Linked DNA regions of Pan troglodytes: region 2 is linked to region 1. A link is a contact called in public Hi-C data. All regions are on one chromosome and are shown on one strand. Each heading gives the region's core, a stretch centred on a gene start, on an enhancer-like site or on the middle of the called end of the contact. The rest is flanking DNA. Distances are from core to core; before and after follow the strand shown.

What was found. Hi-C and Micro-C count contacts between places; a contact is called where the count stands out from the background.
Region 2: a Hi-C map of stem cell-derived neural progenitor cells shows a contact between it and region 1, with 2.9 times the contacts expected there. The contact joins two enhancer-like sites. A contact is called at or near these places in 1 of 7 Hi-C or Micro-C datasets (stem cell-derived neural progenitor cells) and 1 of 1 datasets of contacts at active chromatin or transcription factors (stem cell-derived excitatory neurons).

The regions. Positions count from the first base shown.
Region 1 is chr2:121,109,163-121,114,682 of NHGRI_mPanTro3-v2.0_pri, forward strand. No RefSeq gene overlaps it. Among named protein-coding and RNA genes, the nearest start is that of MIR1244-7, 760 kb to the left of the region's middle. Within about 2 kb of position 4,044, at least 7 of the 24 cell types and tissues checked have an H3K27ac peak or open chromatin away from gene starts, as enhancers often do. A contact at or near this core is called in stem cell-derived neural progenitor cells, where this site is marked.
Region 2 is chr2:121,316,787-121,321,813 of NHGRI_mPanTro3-v2.0_pri, forward strand. No RefSeq gene overlaps it. Among named protein-coding and RNA genes, the nearest start is that of MIR1244-7, 960 kb to the left of the region's middle. Within about 2 kb of position 3,620, at least 16 of the 24 cell types and tissues checked have an H3K27ac peak or open chromatin away from gene starts, as enhancers often do. A contact at or near this core is called in stem cell-derived neural progenitor cells, where this site is marked.

The sequences.
Region 1 (5,520 bases), core at 2,794-5,293:
TACGAAGTATAATATCTACCTTTTGTAAAATCCACCTTTGCAGATGTCTTATTTGCTACTTTGTTATATGGGTTGAAAATCTCAAATGACTAAATAAACATATGTTATCTTTTTTGGCATATAAAATAAGAAGCTAAAAAAGAAGATTTAAATGTGACTCTAAAATCCTTCTGGGTAATCACGGGGTAATTTAAACTCAGTCACATGATCTGTGGTTGAGCTATTTTGCATTCCATTCTCATACCTTTTAAGATCCTCAGTGAAAATAAATAAAGTGATGGTAATTTTTAAGAATGATGACTAAATATGGAACATAGTTGGGGAGAAGAGGAGAAGTCTATTTTAGGGGATTAGACTTCCGAATAATTTAAAAAATTCCTTCAGTAAGCACAAATCACATAAATAAATTATATAGGTTAAATTCCTAAAAGTGAGCTCTAAGTAACTATCTGAACTATTTAATTAACACTAAATAGTGCTGTTTAAAGTTGGCCGCTTAACGTTTTGTTGTATTATGATTGGTAATTGTTGCCACTGGAATTCTATCCCAGTCTCAGTTCTAAAGCCTTTCTTGGGTAAGCCTGAGGAAAGACACCTGGAAATACATATTTGACCATTAGGTAGTGATCTAATTCCCAGGTGGCCTGGCTTGTTCTTTGGGACTTTTCTTTTAGGGTCCATGCAACATCACTTTACCCATACTTTAGTGATTTGTTGGTTGGGCACATCTTGCCAGGTGAACAGTGTGACTTCTTTCTCCTGACTACTTGAAATACTTTTTTGGACAAGCAGGGAACAAATAAACAAACAAATCAAGTTTCTACTCTCAGAAAGCCTGTTCCAAGGGTAGATTTAAGAGGCTCAACTGAAAACACCTTGCCTATTAGCCAGCGATCTTAGAGATGACCAAAAGTTTCTAAATAGCTTTGGAGGTCATTAAGAACATTATAGTAATAGGATTGAAGCTTTTAGGTCAGACTATCTATAAAAATGAGGGAAGGATCATCTGTCTTTTAGTCTTTACTACTGTAATCCTGAGAAGTTTCATTCCAACACAAGGGTACTGCAATTTTCCACCAAAAGGCCTGATTATATGTGCTCTAGACGTCTTTCATATTTGTCTCCACATTCATATTGCAGAGTCAAAAATGCCAGTGTACCTGTGTATGTCTCTGTGTATAAACATGGGCATATTTAACTTATCATACCTCAATTTAGGGATACTTGACTCTATTTTTAAAAGTAGGAAATTGTAATTATTTAAACATGACAACACCCAGAAATTGTACTTCTTTTGTGCTCTTGGCTTAAGAACTAATAATGAAGCCAGAAATCTGTTAGGACAATTAGAAACTAGCCTGCTGTAATCTAAGCTGTAAACTGGCTAGAACGTGGCTGTGTTACATTCTCATCTCTGAAAAATGAAAAAAAGATGTGTACAATAAACCTGTTCTCAGACATTTAAAAGAACTTGCTAGCACACACATTTTAAAGGAGATATATATATGTGTGTGTGTGTGTATATACGTATATATATATATACACACATATATATATATACACACACACACACATATATATATATATATTCTTTAGGTAAAAAGGAAAAATTAAAATCTGTTCACTGAGAAACAGATTAGAGGCCATAAAAGAATTTGGCACACGATTATGAGATTTAAGTGAAAATGACATGCAGTGATATTCCAATGTATCATGGCACCAGAGAATACCCACAGCCTTCTCCACACAAAAAGAAGCTTTGCATGCTGTCTTCTAAATGCTGAAGCCAAGAGTGACATGGCCTTTCTGGGAGCTGAGGTTCAGCCTTGGAGTTTGCCTTGGCTCAGATCCCAGGAATTGGACTACTGAGAGCTAAGGGCAAGATTCTGGGCCTAAGAAGCCACAGGAATGGACCAAGCCTCTCTCAGAGGCAGCAAGGCTACACAACCTGAAGGACTTAGGGGGAGGTTTTATTGTCCCCAGTGGAATTAGCATCACAGAAGGAAATGCATTAAGTACATGCTGTTAAAGAGCAGCTGTGTGATGTGCTTGACAGAGCATAAGATCCAGAGGCAGAAATGTAGGTTTAAGCCTCGACTCTGTTACAAAGAATCCTAGCCAAATCACACATTGCCATTGGATATACAGCTTCCTTATCTGTGTAATGGGAATAATAATAGTTAACTCATTTCAAGTGCTTAATACATTCCAGGCACCTGTACTGTGAGGGTCATGGACATGCCCCACTCCACAATGGTCTCCCTTCAAGAGCATCTGCTGCCAGGAGGCCATGTGGGATGAGAGCCTCCAGCAGCTACCCTTTGGGATCCACGGGGAGCTTGCACTAGGGCCATGCTTCCTCCAGGCTGTTCTCAGACAATGACTCAGTAGGGTATTAGAACTGACCTGTTTCTTCCCATTGCAGACACCTAGCAGGCAACTTTTTATTTGGATTGAGTCTTTTTCAGAATCCCACTCTGAAGCTCTCCCAAACCAATCCTTTATCTGTGTGGTCCTTTGCTCACATATGTCAGAACTACATTGCAATCTGAAGCCTCCTTTCACCTTCTCTGCTGTCTTCTCCTCAATTCTTCACATGTATTTTTTTCCCAGTAAATCTCTACAATGATTTATTCCATCTAGGTCTCTGCTTCTTGAACAACCCAAACTGAAACACACAGTAAGGGATTGATATAATCTCATTTCCTTTTCAAAACAAGCCCCTGAAATTCATATTATGATCTCTACTTTACAAACATGGAAAGGAACAGAGAGAAATTAAAAAATAAAACAGTTCTTACTTCACAAATTTGTTGCGAAAATCTAATGAGATAGTATATGCGGAAGGGCTTTACAACTACTTTTTTTTCAGGGGTAGGGAAAAACACAGAGTACCCGTAGCATAGTTTTTTTCCCTTAGTTTTCTATCAGTTTTAGGCATTTACGGTAGAAAATTTTGCTTAGCTTCCAAAGGTGCCATGAGAAAGCAATACTATACTATACTCCCACTCTTTGTCTCACATCTTTGTCTATCATTTGGGGACAAAGTAGAGTGACATTTGCACATGTAAGTCAGGGGAATATGACATGCTTGACATGACATTCTGATCTGCAAAACCAGAGTTCTATTCACCTAACCTCTCTAATCAATTTAATAATCAGCAATTTACTAGCCACTAAGGGAGACAAAGCTGCAGGAAATAAGAGATTTTTGCTTTTATTAATGTCCTTCCTAAGCATGCAAGCATATTAACAAAAGTCCTGGTATTCAAGTATGTAGTTTTCAGTGTGGAAGGTCAACATACTCCTTTATTTTCCCCCTGATAATTAAGCCTGACCCGAAACAAGGCTAATTTTCTGTTCTTTGGTGAAACAGAGGCTATCAGTTTTTTCATACACCAGTTTTCATACAGCAGAATAATTTCTTCCTTTTTGCAACTTTGGAACATCACTTTGATGCACCATTTTGCACTCTGGACACAACCTATGCTTCCTTGATCTCCATCTTGTTCTCGAGTACAGTCACAAATTTATTGAAACAAGAGTTTGGACAATAAAACTAACCCCACTTCTAGAGACCAGCAAGCAGTGTCCACAGAGTATACAGGAAGTTGTGAGCCAGGCATCATTCTCAACCCCCTAGATGTTAAGAAAAAAATCATTCAGACAGTCTCTAGTACTGCTTTTACTGAGAGGTTGGAAGGAAGGGCCAGAAAAAACTATGAGAAAAGAGGACAACCATGGTGGGCCTGAGCAGAGAGTAGCACTGAGAACTACAGGGTAGAAGAAAGTGCCAGTAAACAGTGCCTGAAGGGAACCAGCAGTTGAATGCATTGTCTGCAGATTCTTCTTGAATGTGAATAGTCAGAGAAAGCAACAAGGATGGAACTGTTGCATTTGTGGAGTTCCCAATGGTGTTTCCAAGGAGATACACTGATTAGACCAATTGATGAGTTTAGCATCTTGGGGGAGTCAAAAAGCCCATCTCCTTAAGCTGACTGAATATTGGCCTCTAACAGATTCAGCAATGTCAGAGAATTCCAGGGAGCTTAGCAAGCTATCAGGGGAAAGCACCTCCTCCTCCCTGCTAATTCTGACAGCTCCTGCCTCTGACTGAGATGCATTCTTCTGAATAAAAGTGCCAGCTTGCCTCTCCCACAGGGGCTGTAGGCAGCAGGAAACTGAGACCCCTGTGTGGGTCTCACTGGCTTCTCCATTTGTTTTCATTTTGCCAACAGACACTTCTATTTAAACTTCTTGGAAGGATATCTCAATAACATTCCTTTGCTGAGGACCATAAGATAGAAGATGAGAATCCATCTGCCCTCTTCTCTGCACCCAGGCTTCAATCCTGTTTGATCATGCAGCGGCTACAAGGCCTTCGACACAAAGAACTTGTCTTAGATTCTAATCAGTTTCACAAATAGGACAGACAGCTGCTGAGCACTGTCTGAGTGACACTGGTAAGTATGCATTTAGCGATTAGCTTACATCCATTTATCAAAGTAAGGCTTGATAACAGACCAAAAATTATATGCACACTCCAAAAACTAAATCTCTGGCCCATCTTCATTTTGATTCAAACCAGTCTTCTGCAAATCCAAATACGGCATACCCCCTGTGAAACAGATCTTGTTTAATATTTACCAAATTTGTTTTAAATGAGGCTTTGCCATATTTCCTTGGCCCAATTCTTACAAGTTATTTTGTGATTATATGATCAGTTAGGTAAATATATTATTAGAAAGGAATGCCTTTTCTCTGCTCCCCATTTCCATATGGGAATATTTTCCCTAAGCACGCTCCTGGTTTCTATCCATCCCTTTACATATTTCCTCTGGGGAGTTGGTATAGCACAGCTGATGGTTAAATTTGGGAAGAATAATGCTGTTGGCTCAGATTCACTCTTCCTTCTTATGGGAAGGGGCCTTCCCACTGAGACAACAGCCTCCTCAGCTTCTCCTTGCTACGAGTCCTGCAGGAACCTACCTTTGCAGGCTCTGGGGCAGCCTTCCCAGGGACAGAGCTGCCTTTCCGGAGTGGTAAGACTTCTAAGTCAAGGGTTCAGTATTAGCAAAGCCACATCCTAACAGACCTCAAAATGCAACAAATAAATTAGTCATTATCAGTACTAAGATGACATTTTGGCCTCCATTTTTCCTTCACTTTATTCTCAACTTGTTCAGAACCAGGCTCAGAAAAAGAGATCCTATTGACTGGGAGATTCTTGAAGACATAGATAATTATAGTATCAATAGTCTTACTATCATGTGACTAAAATGTCTTTTATATCCTTTAATAATAAATTCTCTTATGAGAAAAATTGTAACTCACAAACATGGAGACAGTGGGGTAGGTACAATAGGATAATGATCCCTGGGTCAATGTGTTTCAAAAACTGAAAATCAGGTGATACATAGGCATGTTTTTCAAAGAAGCAAATAGAAGAATAAGATACTTAAACCACACAACATTATTTTTTAGGAACTTTAGATGAATTTGTTGTTAGGCCCAGTAAAT
Region 2 (5,027 bases), core at 2,370-4,869, 210 kb after region 1:
CCAGATGACAAACAGACCTGGCCAGATCTAAGCCAATGAAGCAGGACCTCAAACTAAGCTGGGAACAAATGGAAAGTCCTGAGAAAAGTGGGGTTTTTTGTTTGTTTGTGTGTGTGTATGGGTTTGCTTTCTTTGCTTAATCAAAGTTACAGGTAAATTGATGATATTAGTACACTCATGAATATCTAAAAAACTTTCTTCTGGAAACCTCAGAGACCCTTTATCAATGGAGATGTCATTAATATAAACTACAGTTGCCAGGATATCAAGGATGAAACCTCGCTGGGCCATTATATAACCTTCTCGTCATTGCACAAAAGGTTAGAAGTTCTCCCTACCAACATCACAAGGACATTGCATAGATGAATATACTCAACTATATCAAAGTACTCTAGGATATTTGGAAAAAGAACAACAGAGAAAAAACTATAGTTTTTATTCACATGTGAACACATCTTGACTAAGCTATCTTTTATGATCTATTTCAAAATAATGATAATGATTATTATATCATTCATGAAAAACAGAACATAATTATTACTGAACCTCAAGAATATATGCCCGACTTGCCCACGGTCACAAAATAATGACTTAGACTAAATAGTCTTTTTCTCATGGGGCAAGCCCAAATCATTCTGTAAATATCCCTCCACCTCAGAACCACATAGCCTCAAGTACTTACATTAAACATTCTTGAACAAATGGATTCTAATTAAGAATGAACACCAAGAACAGCATTAATCTGTGAATCCATGAACATAATGGTAAGAAACAGCAGAAGCAACTGTGCTGAAGAATGGAGATAGTAAACAAGGGATGGGGCCAATTCAAAAGGGCCACATACTTTGACACTGAGGAGTGTGTACGTGTGTGTCTACATGTACATATGTGTAAGAGAGAGGAGAGCATGTTGTCAGGAAACAGTTCAAGCCCTGCCATGATGATGGCAGGAGATAATGTGTATGGCAGTTGTTTGCGAGTGATCTCCATGTTTCTTAGCCTCATCCAGCTGCACTGCCTTCTTCTCCTATCCCATTACTCAACGTTACTGCTGCCTAGTGTGTGCCACACACTGGGGGATCCCAAAGCTTGAGAACTGAGGCCACTTCCCACAATGTGCTAAACTCTATTTAGCAAAACCTTGAAAACTCCTCTTTAGAAAGAACAATATTCCCGGGGAGGAAAAGCTATTTGCTTTGCCCAAATGAGACCAGAAAATTCAGAGAATTGTTACTATAGTTTACTATGTTATCATTGAAAAAGACTGGGGGGCTTTTTTTTTAATAGAAGATCTCCTGAAATATAATTATCTGGTTTCGTGTTCCATTACACCTTCCTCATCCTTTAGAAGTACCTTTCGCTCATAAGACCCCATGGCTGAGTAATGAATATCCCATAGTTTTACTCAAACTTAAGAGGAGCACGTATTCATGACATCATTCTTAGCATTTTATCAGAAGAGCTAAATTCCTAGAGTTAAATGGAATAGGAAGGAAAGGGATTAACCTCTGCTGCTGGCATAGTACAGTCACGATGCTAATGTCTCAGTATGAAAAAGCTGAATTGCAGCAATATCTGAAATCACAGAGAAAGTCCTGTGAGCTTTGAAGGAAAAAATGTAAAGAAATAAAATGTAAAAAGCCAAAGCAAGATTGGGATTCTATTTTTCATTTAGACATGCTTAGTAGAAGAATCATGTATTGCAAGAGCTCACAAATTAGATAGGAGAGGAATGGGTCAGTGAGTTCTGAGATGAGGAAGTTTTTAGAACCTGTAACTTGTAATTGTATTATGGGTGAGTTCCAGCTGTTCCCCTAAGCATATTTTAAACTATAACTTCAACATAGTATTCATTCCCTTGCAATGCTTCAACTAGTAAACAGCCAGGGAGTCTATTCTCTTTTCATTTAGCAAGAGGGCTTTATAGCTACACAAAATATCCCCCAGCAATGAAAAATGAAACCCACCAATGTAACATTAGCAACCAGCTGTCAGAAAAAAATCAGGAGTAGGATTGCCAGTCTGGTCATTTCATGCCAAGTGTTCATGAGAGGCAGTGTGTGTGCGTATGTGTCTTTGTGTGTGCATGTGTACACTGTGTGTAAATGGAGTGTGTTCCGTAGCATGAGAGATGTGCGTGGGTAAATGTCCTAATGATGGCAGAATGCCCAAACATGAAGATGTAGTAGAACCGTCAGTGGTAGAGCAATATAGCACAGACTCTCTATGGCTAATTGTGCAAGGTTCCTCTCACGAGCAGGAAGAGTGAGACAGGAAGATTAAAAAGATAATATATTTTTATGTTGGAATTACTTCGTGTATTATAGGTATGTTTAACATCCGTGAGGGCTCTGGATGCCAGCTTGTAAGTGAAATGCAAACACCATGTATGTATTTTCATTTTTAACCTTCATGAATTTATTTTACAACCTCCCCAAAACATAGAAACCTACAATCCCTTCAAAGTAAACACCCAGCGCTAGCAATTTTGTCCTGCAAGCATGAAATACATTGACCATTATGAGCCAGCGCAGCGATTACCCGTGAATTCTCATATTCATTCTCTCTCTCTCTCTCTCCCCCCCACCCCACTCTCTCCCTCCCTCCCTCTTCTCCTCCTCCCCCCCTCCCCGTGTCCCCCTCTCCCCACCCCACTCACCGTTCCCTTCCCTCCCGCATCCCTCCTCCATCTCGGGGCAGAAGAATCTGGTGGGGCTATTTTGCAGAGAGATACAAGTACCAGGTGCCAAGCGGATACCTAGCCTCCTAAACTTAATGCCAATTCCCTCCTGAAAGAGGAGGAATGCAGTGATATCAGCACCGGGGACACGGGGACAGCGAACACCACCGCGGCTCTTGGAGTTTACAGAGGAGCAACCCCAGATCCGTCGCCACCACCTCGCGCAAAAGCCCCCACCCCACCAAGACACACACACACACACACACACACAAAACACGCCGCTCTATCCTGCCCCCCGTTCACACGCGCGCGCGCGCACACACACACACACACACACACACAAGCCCTGGCTTCGGATTTCCCCATCAACACCGATGTTGCAGCAAGTCTGTCCGCACAATCCCGCACGCCTCAGGACCCAGCCTGGGCGCAGAGCTGGCAGGGCAGGGAGCGCACCGCAGGACTTGTAAATAAACCCTGTTCCATCCAGAACCGGAGCGCTTCTTACTCCACCGACCACCCCGGAGCCCGGCGGCAGGGAGGAGGGGGCGCAAGGGGTCAGGGAATCCTCCCCCTACCTTGCAATGAGAAGAGGGACAGGAAAAAGCCCAGCACCCAGACGCTGTGCAGCCAGTAGGTCCTCATGTCTCCGCTGCGCTCGATGCTCCCTCGCGCGCTCCTGCTCTCGCCTCTTCCGCTCGCGCTCTCTCTAGTAAAACGCGCCGCTCCTTTCCCTCGGTTTCCCTCTGGGTTCTCCTGGTTCCGGCAACCCGGACAGACAAGCCTCTTGCCGCACGACGGCCGGATCCCAGAACAGCCTTGCTCTCCTCTTCGGGAGCGCAAGCCAGGGGCCGGGATGGACGCTCGTAGCCCGTGCCTGGTGTAAACACACCGAGCCCCCTCGTCCCTCGAGCTCTCCCGCTTTCCTGCTTCCTATCCTCCTCTCCCTCACTCCCCTGCAGCTTCAACTAAATGCGATGTACTTAAACAAGCAGCGCCTTATAGGACCGCGAACCGAGCCGAAAGGGCCCCGCTACTGCCATCTAGTGCTCACAGAACGGCATCGCCGCGGCTCTTCTTCGCTGTGTGCCTGTGCCAAGTCTATCCAACGCCGCCAAAGTCCCCTCTGCTCTCAGCAAACACAGGTGAAGCTCTTGCCTTCTTAAATCCTTGACTTGACCTTGCTGTCCCATAAGTCCTGAATTTCTCCTTTTCACGAGGAAGCTCTTGGAACATGCTAGCCGCACATCTTCATCACCTCATTGCTCCTCTCCCTCTCAGAAATCTCCAGTGCTTTCCTAACAACTCTATGGAAATTTTTCTCCAAATGTCACCATGACCTCCACCAAAAAGTCCAATGGCCTTTTGAAGCCTCATCCTACTTGATTTTGATGCTGCGCTTCACAGCGTGTGCCATTCCTTTTTATTTGATTTCAAAGTCACTGGGTCAAAACAATTCTGGCACTTCTGACCTTCCCTCCAAGAGCCCTCTGGGTTCCTCTGCACTTCTTGGTTTATATCTTCTGTTATATTTTCTTTAAGTTAGTTGGAAATAAAAGGTCTATTACAGCTACACCAGGATGGAAACCTCCACCACTAACCTCGTGCTTAGCCCTCAGCTTAGACTTCCCAGCTGGGTACCAAGCATCTCAAACTGGATGACTCAGGGCCAGGGCTGAGTTGGGTGAGTAGGCAGATGGGGCCGCTCTGAAGAGCACTGACTAGTAGTTAGGAAAGCTGGATTTCAGTTCTGTTACTGTGGCCTCCACTCGTTGGGGACCTTAACTAAGTCATTCAATCTCTGAATTTCATTTTATTCATCCGTGTATTTACATGATAATGAATATTGGTCCCTTCCAACTGTTTGTAATATCTATGCTAGGTTTCTCCACCTTGGCACTACTGACATACTGTACCAGATAATTCTTTACTGTGTGGGGCTGTCTTGTGCACTATAGGATGTTTAGCAGCATCCCTAGTTTCTGTCCACCAGCTGACAGTAGCACAACCCTCATCCTCCTAGTTATGACAACCAAAAACATCTCCAGGCATTGCCAAATGCCCCCTGGAGGGAAAAACTGACCCAGTTGAGAACTTCTTATCTATACCCACGTTATTTTCTTCAGGAATTATTCCCCTTTTCCAACTTCCCTGTTTCACAGGCTTCAAGAACTTTTAGAAGTATATTTAATTCTCTCTTCTCCAATTTCAGTTGATCATCAGTCTCACCATGACAATGTGTAAATGTGTCTAAGATGTCTCTATGTTTTTTTTTCAGTTTTACTGCCTTTTTCATAATAAACACGTGTTGTGCATTATACTTTCTGAAATACTTTTAATTATCTCT